2 separate regions of the Mus musculus genome follow, and region 1 is linked to region 2. A link is a contact called in public HiChIP or PLAC-seq data. All regions are on one chromosome and are shown on one strand. The core of a region is the stretch at or near the end of the contact, and the rest is flanking DNA. Distances in the headings are between cores, read along the strand shown. Region 1 has its middle 4.2 kb from the start of Gsg1l. Region 2 holds the start of Sbk1 (SH3-binding kinase 1).

Region 1 (4,704 bases), core at 1,142-3,641, 190 kb after region 2:
TCTGAAACAGCTACAGTGTATTCATATACCTAAAATAAGTAAACAATTCTTAAAATAAAACCTGTTCTCAGACTCTGTAGGCCCACTGTGGCACATGCATGCCCCCACACATATGATAAACAAATATAATATTAACAGAGCATATACAATTGAAGTGCTATTAGTATAAAGTTCAGAATGATTACATAAGAGCCAAAGGGTCACTGGGGGAAAATGAACATTTTTTTAAAAAGAATTATTTATTTATTTTATGTATATAAGTACATTGTAGCTGTATTCAGACATGCCAAAAGAGGGCATCTGATCCCATTACAGATGGTTGTGAGCCACCATGTGGTTGCTAGGAATTGAACTCAGGCCTTCTGGAAGAAAAGTCACTGGGCCATCTCTCCAGCCCGAAAATGAACCTTTTAAATGAGTTGCTGTATAGTTTCTTCTCAGCACATTTTGGGCTTTCCCATATGCTTTCTGTGGTGTTCATGGCATGTAACATGGAGATGCCGCCGCCTCTGTAGATCTCTGGAGGTGTTGGAGGCCTCTAGTCTTTTCTATTTGATTGGCTCCAGGTCCCAATCCCTAGCAATTTTTAGTTTTTTTTTTTTTTTTTTTTTTTTAATTGGAAGTGGATGAGCAGGGCTGGAAGTTCTGCTCTTGACCTCTAGGAGGCAGCAGAGGGAAGCAAACTAGAGCGGGGGGGGGGGGGCGGGGGGGCGGCTGGGGGGGGGTGAGTGGAAACCAGCCCAGAAAGAAGGGGCTGTTTCAGAGGCACTGCAAACTGTCTTTCTCGCCAGTGGTCCCAAGTTTCCCTCCTAATGACTAGGATAAAACAAACCACTATAAAGACAGAAAATGTGGAGCCAAGCCAGCCACCCCAAGGTTTATTTTGAGTGGTGATATGTTTTAACCTGAATGCTCACCTCATCGGAAGGCACCACAGATGTCGGCTATGGAAGGTCAGAGGAACCCAGAGTGGTCCTAGACTCTGACCTTACTCTACTCCTCCCTGAGCCTCTGCTCCCCGGTTGATATTTGGGTATGCAAGGAATTTGAGGAGAACTCCATAAAGCTTCCGTTATAATCCTTTGGATGATGTGCCTAACATATGCAGTTGGTGCTAATCAGCACCCTTTCCTCCCTGACGTCTGAGGCAACGCCAGCTTGCTGGGTGCCGGGCTTCCTGAGCACTCTTGCTGCTGCCGTTTAGAGTGTGTATATGGTGGGCTCCGGCTCTTCTCTGAGCGTGGCTGAGTTCTGAGTTCGATGCTCCCTCTCATCACAGAGCTGGCTTCAGTACTTGGCATGAGCAGGATGTGAGCCTTCTGTCACATCTGCCACCTACATGCACCCACCCTGCCTGCTCTCAGAGCAGGAAACAGCCGCAGGCATGATGCCATTCTTCCTCTGCCCCCAGCCATCGCTGGGTCAAAGCTTCAACCTGTGCAGGTCCTGAGAGAGCAGCCCTCCCAACTGCAGCCACATCTTCGTACGCACGCTGTGCTTCCTTCTGCCAAAGGCTTGTGCAGATAGTGGATGAAGCCACTGAGCAGCCTCAGTTTTCCTCATTTGTAAGACAGACAAAATGAACCCATTGAGAGTTGAGACTGACAGGATGGGGACACTGTGACAAACAGCACACACTGCTGCCATCTTCCCTGTGCCTGCAGCAGATGAGAAACTGAGGCAGGTAGGTAGGGGTCCAAGAAATGGCCCAGGTGCATTGGCCAAATGTGCTGGAAGCAGGATTGTCACCCAGAACTGTTTGCCTGCAGTGGGACCATGGGTTGCCTTGTCCCAGGTTTACTGTGCTGTGTCAGGAGGCCCCACACCCCCTGATGTCTGTCCTCTTCTGCCCTGTCACCGTCACTTCGGTAACTACAGGATTCTTAGCCATCACCTTATTAATGTCTTCCCTTGGAACTGAAGCTCCTTAAAGGTGCAGCCCTAGTATGTCTTTTTTATTGTCTTTGCCATTGTGTCTTGCATTTTAAGACAACGTCTCATGATGTAGCACAGAGTGATCTTGAACTAATGACTAACCTGCCTCCCAAGTACCAGGATGACAGTCATATGCCACTCAGCCTGGCTTCCTATGTTGTCTTGTTCATGGATACCCTAGTGTGTAGTACAAAGACTGAGAGAAACTTCCTGAAGAGCTCAAAGGGCCGGCAATGCTGGCATTGAAGAATAACCTGAGAGGCTGGGGGCAGGGCACTTGCCTCACGTATATGGGCCTGGATTTTACACTGGGCAGCGCAAACAACGGAGCGGAGGAGGAGTTCCAGCCCATCACTGTCTAATGAGGCCCGTTCCTTTCTCCCAGGAGACTCTGCCCTCTGGGAGGGAAGGCTTTAATTGTACAGAGCTCTGGGCCCCTCCCTCTTCTAAAAACCCTGCCCAAGTAGCATGGCCGTGCTGGTGTCTTGAGCAGGGGAATGAAGTAGGCTTTTGGCTTGGACACTGTGAGATTGTTTAAAAACTTCCCCAGTAATTGGCAACTGCCTAATCACTTGCTATAATTAGGAGAGCCTAGAGGCTTGGGGGCTCTGTTCTGCAGGGTTAGGAATGAGGAAGCTTAGAAGGAGGCGGCTTACAGCAGCTGACTCCAAGGAAGTGTGGAAATCCAAGTCCCCTGGGGATTATGCCCCTTCAAAGCGTGTTTGTATTTCCTGAAAAGTACCACTTTCATTTTTAATAGCAACTATTTTTTCTGGTAAATTTTTTTTTTATGTAAAACAAATGTACAATTCCCAGCTGTACAGCCAGTGAGGTTTCATGAGCTGAACACACAGCCTGTCCCAGCCACCGTCCCCTTCCGAGGGCAGTCATTGTCCTGCACTTGAACATGGGAGTCAGGGCTGGGACGGTAGCTCAGATGGGAAAGTGTTTGCCACACAAACGTGAGGGCCCAACATCAGCACCCACTTAAAAACCCAGCCGTGGCAGAGCAGACTTAGGATCTCAGGGCTCAGGAGGCAGAGATGGTCAGCCAGCCTAGCCTAAGCCAAAGCCCAAGGTCCTAGTGAGGGACCCTGTTTCAAAAACCAAGGTGGGCACTCCTAAGGAATGACACTGGAGGTTGACCTTTGAACCTTGGTGCCCCCCCCCCCCCGCCGAGAGAGAGAGAGAGAGAGAGAGAGAGAGAGAGAGAGAGAGAGAGAGAGTCTCACACTCAAAGGCACCTGTTGCCTGGCAAGCTCCCTAAGTGCTGGGAAGGTAGAGACCCTGTGGTCGCTCTGGCTTCTCTACAGGGGTGTCAACAAACTTCTGCCAGACGCAGTTGCAGGCCTAGTGCTGGAAGGTAAATTGATCTTGTAAGAGAAGCCGAGAACCTGCGTTTTTATGGCAAATCTTGGATTCTTGAATGTGGCCAATGAGGAAATGTTGGCGCATATGGTACTAACTTCATCCAAGCCAAACCAAACATGCTTCTGGCCGGATTTGAACCGCTAGCTGCCAGTGTAGGGGATCTGGAGGGCCCCAGGCCCATCAGAGAAACAGGTCTGAAGATAAACCTCACCGTTTAGATTAATTCACTAACACTGGGGGTCAGAGAGGGAGCGACAGCAGTTGCTAGGGCAGCAGGAGTGGAGGTCAATCGTAGGAAGGACACTCAGGATGAGGTGGCAAGGCCATTCCAGTGGGAACAGCTTGATGGATGTGCAGAGTCAGGGACCACAGAGGAGTTTGGTGTTGTCATGTGCTGTACCACAGAGCCGCAACCACAGTGAGATGTGAGCAGAGATGTGAGCAGAAGCCGGTGGTGTTCGCAGGGCAAGCCGAGGTGAGACGGGGCTGAACCTTCTGCAGCAGGTGCAGAGGTGGGCAGCTCAGGTGAGGGCTGGGGACAGGAGCCTATTGGCCGGCCTTGGCTGCGTCAGTAGGATGAAGTGAGTACCAAGGTCTTGGGTGCAAATTCCTAGTTCCTTAAACCATACCCAACCCTTGTCTGTTACCAAGGTCAATGTAGCTACGACTGTTAGTTCATTATGTAGCCCAGGATTCCCCGGAACGCATAATCCTCCTGCCTCAACTTCTGGGGTTACAGGGTGTGCCACCCTGCCTGGATGCAGCTCTGCCATTATTTGGTATGAAAATATCCATGGTATCCAAAGGGCTTTCTGATACATTGAGAGGGTTTTCAGGAAGGCATACCTGAAAGGTAGCTCCTCCTACTGGTCTCTACTATCAGCTCTGGTAGAACATTCAGCAAGCACAAAATCAATCCCAATTTGAATTTTTCTCTATGAGCCCCTGACCTTGCAGATGCCCCTGAAAACCTCCTTACATTCCGTGTTCCATTTTGCCTTAAACAAATCATGCTGGGTCTGCCTTTCAAATCACCCCAGGAGGGACTGGTTGCGGCTCTGTGGTACAGCACTTGCCTAGCAGACATGACCCTGGGTCCCATCCAACCCTGGGTTTCATTGCCTAGAGCAAGCAAGCAAACAGAAACAACCCAGAGCTTTCTTGGCCTTTGGATGATCCTGCCTGAACCCCTGGTGTCACTTACCTACCCCTAGCTGATCAGCAGCCATCTTTATTCACTTAGCAGCTGGAGTGGGTCTTCTCCAGATCATTGGACTCTGCCCAGACCCTCTGCAGGCCCCACATGACTCAGACCTCTGTGATCTGTCCTCTGCTGTTCCCTTGCTGTCCCTTGTTCAGGCTGTGCTCCCTCCCTCCAACCCCCAACCCGCCAGGGTG
Region 2 (5,027 bases), core at 289-2,788:
CCTGCCCTTTCTCGGGGTACAACGCACCCAAGATCTTCCGGCATTCCCTGGGTCCTGGGGTTTAGGACATTTGTTGAGGCCCTCTTGATTGTAGATGCTTTGGAAAGCTTAAGCAAGAATCCAGACTCACTCCTGCATCGTAGAGGACACAGTGTCCCAGTCCCGGACTTGGCCCTAGGTGTTCCCCGGGTCAGAAAAAGGGAAAACACTCAGGTTTGCTGTCCTTGGGACTTAGAGGGGCAGAAAGGTGCTCTGACCCGAAATGGTTTCTTCATTCAGGGTACCTCCCTCCCCCAAACTAGCTGTTCACTGAGAGGGCTTGTCCTCTCCCTGTTCTGCAGGGAGCACAAAGAGGGACTGGATAAAGAGCCCCACTGAGACCTGAGCTGGGGTCTCAGAGTCAGAAAATAAGAGACTCATCCTCTCAAACACGCCCCTTCCCTGCCCTCTCAGACAAAGGCACACACCCAAAGCCCCAGCTGTCACCCAGAGCTGCAGAATGCAGGCACCTCTCACCTTTGGGCGCCCCAAATTTTCTCTTTCCTGTGGGGAGGGTGGGTGTCACTTAAGAACTCAGCTTGGTCTTTGGGAGATGATAGTTACGTGTCTTTATTCTTCAAAGGACCTAAGGTCTAAGGCTCCAGGCTATTCCGGGGAGACTCTCCACCTTCTAACCCCTCTCCAGGGCGTCGCAACTCCTCTCTCCCGGGGTCCGAAGCTGTGCCCAAATCTCAGGGTTGGGGTGGAAGGTGGGGGAAGGGAGAGGAGGAGGGGGCGGCTCCTCCAAGCGAGACACAAAGAGACGTCCTTCAGCCTCGGCTCCATGGCGACGCTGAGGAGGGGGAGCGCGCACTCTGGACTTCCTTCCCCACCTGCAGGACTCTAGGGACCTCGGTACCACTCACCTGCCGCCCCTCACCTGGGTCCCACTTACCTGGGCTGGGGCCGCGGGGACGCCGCGGCAGGGGGCCTGGGCGCCGTGTCGATCTTCGTCTGCCCGGCCCGAGAGGGGCTCAGGGCACCACTACCACCATGAGCCGGGACGCTGAAGGCGTCGCAAGGGGCTTGGTCGCCCGGGTCCCGAGGCTTTGGGGTGCCCGCGGCTTCTCGTTAGCAAGAGGATCTTGCTGTCCTAGGTTTGGGGTCCCTGTGTGCCGGAGTAGCGGATTAGGGAGGCTAGCGCCCCAAGCCTGGGTCTCTCTGTGTCTTGAGGTGTGCGGTTGTAGCAAGCAGATCTTGGGGGGCCCGGGTTGGATCGGTCGCTGCGTCCCAGCAGCCGCGTGCGAGGATGGAGGTCACCGCTCAGCCGCTGGGGGGTTCGGGCGCCGCCGCTGCGAGCAGCCCGGCCCTGCGGGCTCCTGCCCCGGCCTGGCGCGGGCTGAGGCTGCGGCTCCGGCTGAGGCTCCCGCTCCGCCCGGCACTCGGGCTCCAGCGCCGGTGCCCGCCCGGGCTGCGCTCCATCGCGGCCTCGCGGCTCCGCCTCCCGCCGGCGCGTACCTGCCCGCCCGCCGCTCCGCCCTCCGCCTCGCGCGCCGCCGCACGCGCCTTTGTCCGCCGCGCCGGGTGCGCGCTCCGCGCACGCGCACTCCCGCCGCGCCCTCCCGCCAGGCGCCACGGGCCTGGACCTCCCCACCGCCGCGGGAGCCGCACGATGCCCCGCCCGCTTTCCGGCCACGCGGGGTCCTAAGGCCCGCCGGTCATTGGCATAAGCTTCTTTTTCTAGGTCAGAGCCCAGGAGGGGGCCAGAACGAGGTTAGAGAGGGCTCGGGGGAGTCACAGAGGGTCACCTGGTCCAGCTGCTTGGTCCCCGAGGGGCTAGACTGTCCCAGACTATTCCAGCCTGTGCTTGTGGGGCGGAGCCTGGATCTGTTTCAAAGAAGAAAAATAAATCCGAGCTCTCCTATTCAGAATGCACTCGCTCATTCAACTACCGGTCCATCTGTTCACCCGCCTGTCTGCCCATTCATCCTTCCACCTATCCATTCGATTTCCAGGGGACCTCATAAGACTACTAGGCTACTCAGAGACCTGGGGTCTGTGGGGCCGTGCAGGGTTCAGGCAGAACTTTCGAGCTCTGCTGTAGGGAGACCGCGAAGTAAGTTTAAGGAAAAGCTGGGATTAAAGGTGTATAGCAGAACGGAAGAAGGGGGTGGGGGGTTCCTGGCTGAAGCAGCAGCTGTGCAAAGCCACCCGGGTGTGAAGAGCTTTGTTCATTAACCGGAAATTGTAGCCTGGATGCAGGTGGGGCGATCGAGCAGAGATGGCGACAGAGTGGGAACAACGAACGCATCCTTCCAGAGGCCCAGTCTCCCATGCAGCATACTATTTTATTCATAGAAAAAGCCCCCGACGCACCCAAAATCTCTCCTCCTTTTAATCTCTGATCAGATTGTTTTCTCAAATTAGCATCCTCTTCCAACCACTCCAGCTGCTGGTAGAACTTTTAGAGCTGGTTATTGCAAACTCAGGTAGCCTTAGGTGGAGCTGGGAAGACGGCTTATTAAGTAAAGTGCTTGCCAGGCAAGCATGAGGGACTTGAGTTCCTCCAGTGCCATGACACCTGTAGTTCCAGCCCTGGGAAGGCAGAAACAGGTGGATCCCAGGGACCAGCCTGATCTGATCCGTGAGTTCCAGTGAAAGACCCAGTCTCTGAATAAATAAATAAGTACGGGAGGGGAGAAGGGGAACCAAGCGAGATGCTGCTAAAGACCAGGGTTCAGGCCCCCAGGACTCAGCTATGGCTGGGCAGGTGTAGCAGCCTAGAATCCCAGCATTTAGGAGGCAGACAGGATCCCCAGAGCAAGCTGACTAGCAAGACTAGCCGAATGAGTCAGCTCTAGGTTCAAGTGAGAAACCATGCCTCAATTTGTAAAATAGAGAACAAGAGAATCAACCTCCGTCTGCACATGCACACACATGCATGTGCACCCCACATACATGCAAACACACACATATGCATGCATACCACGCACCCACAAAAAGTTAAATGAGCTGGGGAGGGATTGAAGAATACACCTGATAATGTCAACTTCTGCCCTCTACACACACACACACACACCTAAGTTGAATAAACTACAGACAGGAACTAGAAATGTGGCTCAGTCTTGGCATAGGGAAGACCCTGGACTCAGTCCCCAGAACTGGACGAAGAAACGAAGAAACAAACACCCAAAGCTGATGCGCAGACTTCTGCTTGGCAGCCCACACTACTGCTACTGCTACTTGTAATCCTAGCCCACCTTCCTCCCACTTTTACTGAAAGTTAGTTTTCTGGAAACCAGGTCCTTTGTGGGCACCAGCTCTGTTGAGAACAATGTCTCTTAGGTTGCATTCCTAATGAGCTTGCCAAGCATCCCCTGTCCCCTCCAGGGTAAAGCTTACGCTGTATTGTGGTGTGAAGGAAAATGGCCTCCATAAGTTCTTAGAGAGTGGCACTGTTAGGAGCTGTTACCTTGTTGGAGGAAAGTGTGTCATTGGGGGTAGGCTTTGAAGTTTCAAATGCTCAAGCTAAGCCCAGGGTCACTCTCTCTTCTTGCTGCTTGAGGAAATGGGTATAGAACTCTCAGCTACCTCTTCAGCGCTCTGTCTGCCTGTCTGCTTCCATGCTTCCCGCCATGATATTGGGTTAAACCTCTGAACTGTAAGCCAGTCCCAACTAAATGTTTTCTTATAAGAGTGTCTGTGGTCACGGTGTCTGTTCACAGCAACAGAAATCCAAAGATGCCCTGTGCTGCAGGCTGTCAGCATCTAGTGCCTGCTTGCCACACCAGTCCAGGGAATCTCTCTTCTCCACTCAGCCTTGGCATCAGCAAGCTCTTCTGGAACATCAACTTCTTGCTTTTCCACATCTTTGTACATTTGGTTCCTTCCGTCCATAACACCAACCTTGTCTGCTAATTTCCACACAAGTTATCCTCTAAAACAATTCTGTAGCTGCCTGCTCTCTTCCACTTCATCCCAGCCTCCCTGCCTTTCCCCCGCCCCTTCCAAAATGAGGTATTGGTGCTTCAAACAAGCAACTTGGCAGGGCTGGGGGTGTCTGTGTGAGTGACTGGGTGTAAGAGCAGGAGACTGGAAGAGAAAGGGTATCTTCTTGTGTCTTATAACGGAGTCCCCAGACACTGGAGCTGAGAGTACATCCTCATTCAGGGAAACAGGCCTTGACATGTTCTTGGCCATGGTTGTTGCTATAGCCGGCTCTTAAATGTCTCCCAAGGGCATATATCAAGAGCTTGGTCCTTGCACTGGAGAGATGGCTCAGTGGTTAAAAGGACTGGCTGCTCTTCCAGAGGTCCCAGTTCACAACGGTCTGTAACTTCGGTTCCAGGAGATCTGGTGCCCTCCTTTGACCTTCTAGAGCACCGAGCATGCATGCAAGTAATGCACAGATATACACACAGGCAACAACCTCATAAAGGAAGATAAAATAATTAAAAATACCTTTTAAAACAACAAGGAAAGCTTGGGCCTCAAGCTTCGTGCTATTGAATGGTGATGGGAACCTTTAAAAGGTGGGGCGTGGTGGGATGTTTCAGGTAATTTGAGGACTTGCTCTCAAAAAGAATTGTGGGACACTTTTTTCTCCTTTTGTTCCTGGCCATGTTATAAACAGGCTTTCTCTGCCACAAGGTCCCCCCATGGGGCGCTGCCTTGCCACTGGCCCCACATCAACAGGGTCAAACAAATGGTTAAAGCCTCTAAAACCTTGGGCCAAAACACAGCTTTCTTTTCTATAAGTCTCTTGTCACAGGTGTTTTGTTACAGCGTTCCCCAGTTCAAGGCTTCCTCCTGCAAAAACTCCCTTGATTCCTCAGTTGGGGCTTTGATTATCCACAAAGCAATTACAAAAAGGTTGCTACAACGAATTGTGGGGAATCCCTTCCCAGTTGCCCTCTCAGCAACTGATTCCCATAGGCCAAGCACTCTTGCAGGCAACACATATTCTCCTTAAACGCAAGCTAGGAAACTCAGGGCTCCATATGTTTTGGGGCTAGCAAAGAAGATGCAAACCCCTGGCAGAATAGGGC

Evidence for each region. HiChIP or PLAC-seq counts read pairs in DNA pulled down with a chosen protein or histone mark.
Region 1: an H3K4me3 HiChIP or PLAC-seq map of bone marrow-derived macrophages shows a contact between it and region 2, with 2.6 times the contacts expected there. The contact joins the enhancer-like site here to the promoter of Sbk1 in region 2. A contact is called at or near these places in 1 of 39 promoter capture datasets (stem cell-derived epiblast-like cells), 1 of 484 Hi-C or Micro-C datasets (pro-B cells) and 2 of 115 datasets of contacts at active chromatin or transcription factors (bone marrow-derived macrophages and embryonic stem cells).

What each region holds. Positions count from the first base shown.
Region 1 is chr7:126,084,293-126,088,996 of GRCm38.p6, reverse strand. No RefSeq gene overlaps it. Among named protein-coding and RNA genes, the nearest start is that of Gsg1l, 4.2 kb to the right of the region's middle. Within about 2 kb of position 2,391, at least 26 of the 459 cell types and tissues checked have an H3K27ac peak or open chromatin away from gene starts, as enhancers often do. A contact at or near this core is called in bone marrow-derived macrophages, where this site is marked.
Region 2 is chr7:126,269,007-126,274,033 of GRCm38.p6, reverse strand. Sbk1 (SH3-binding kinase 1) reads right to left here and starts at 1,538. Exons shown (of 4, transcript NM_145587.3): 1 at 935-1,538.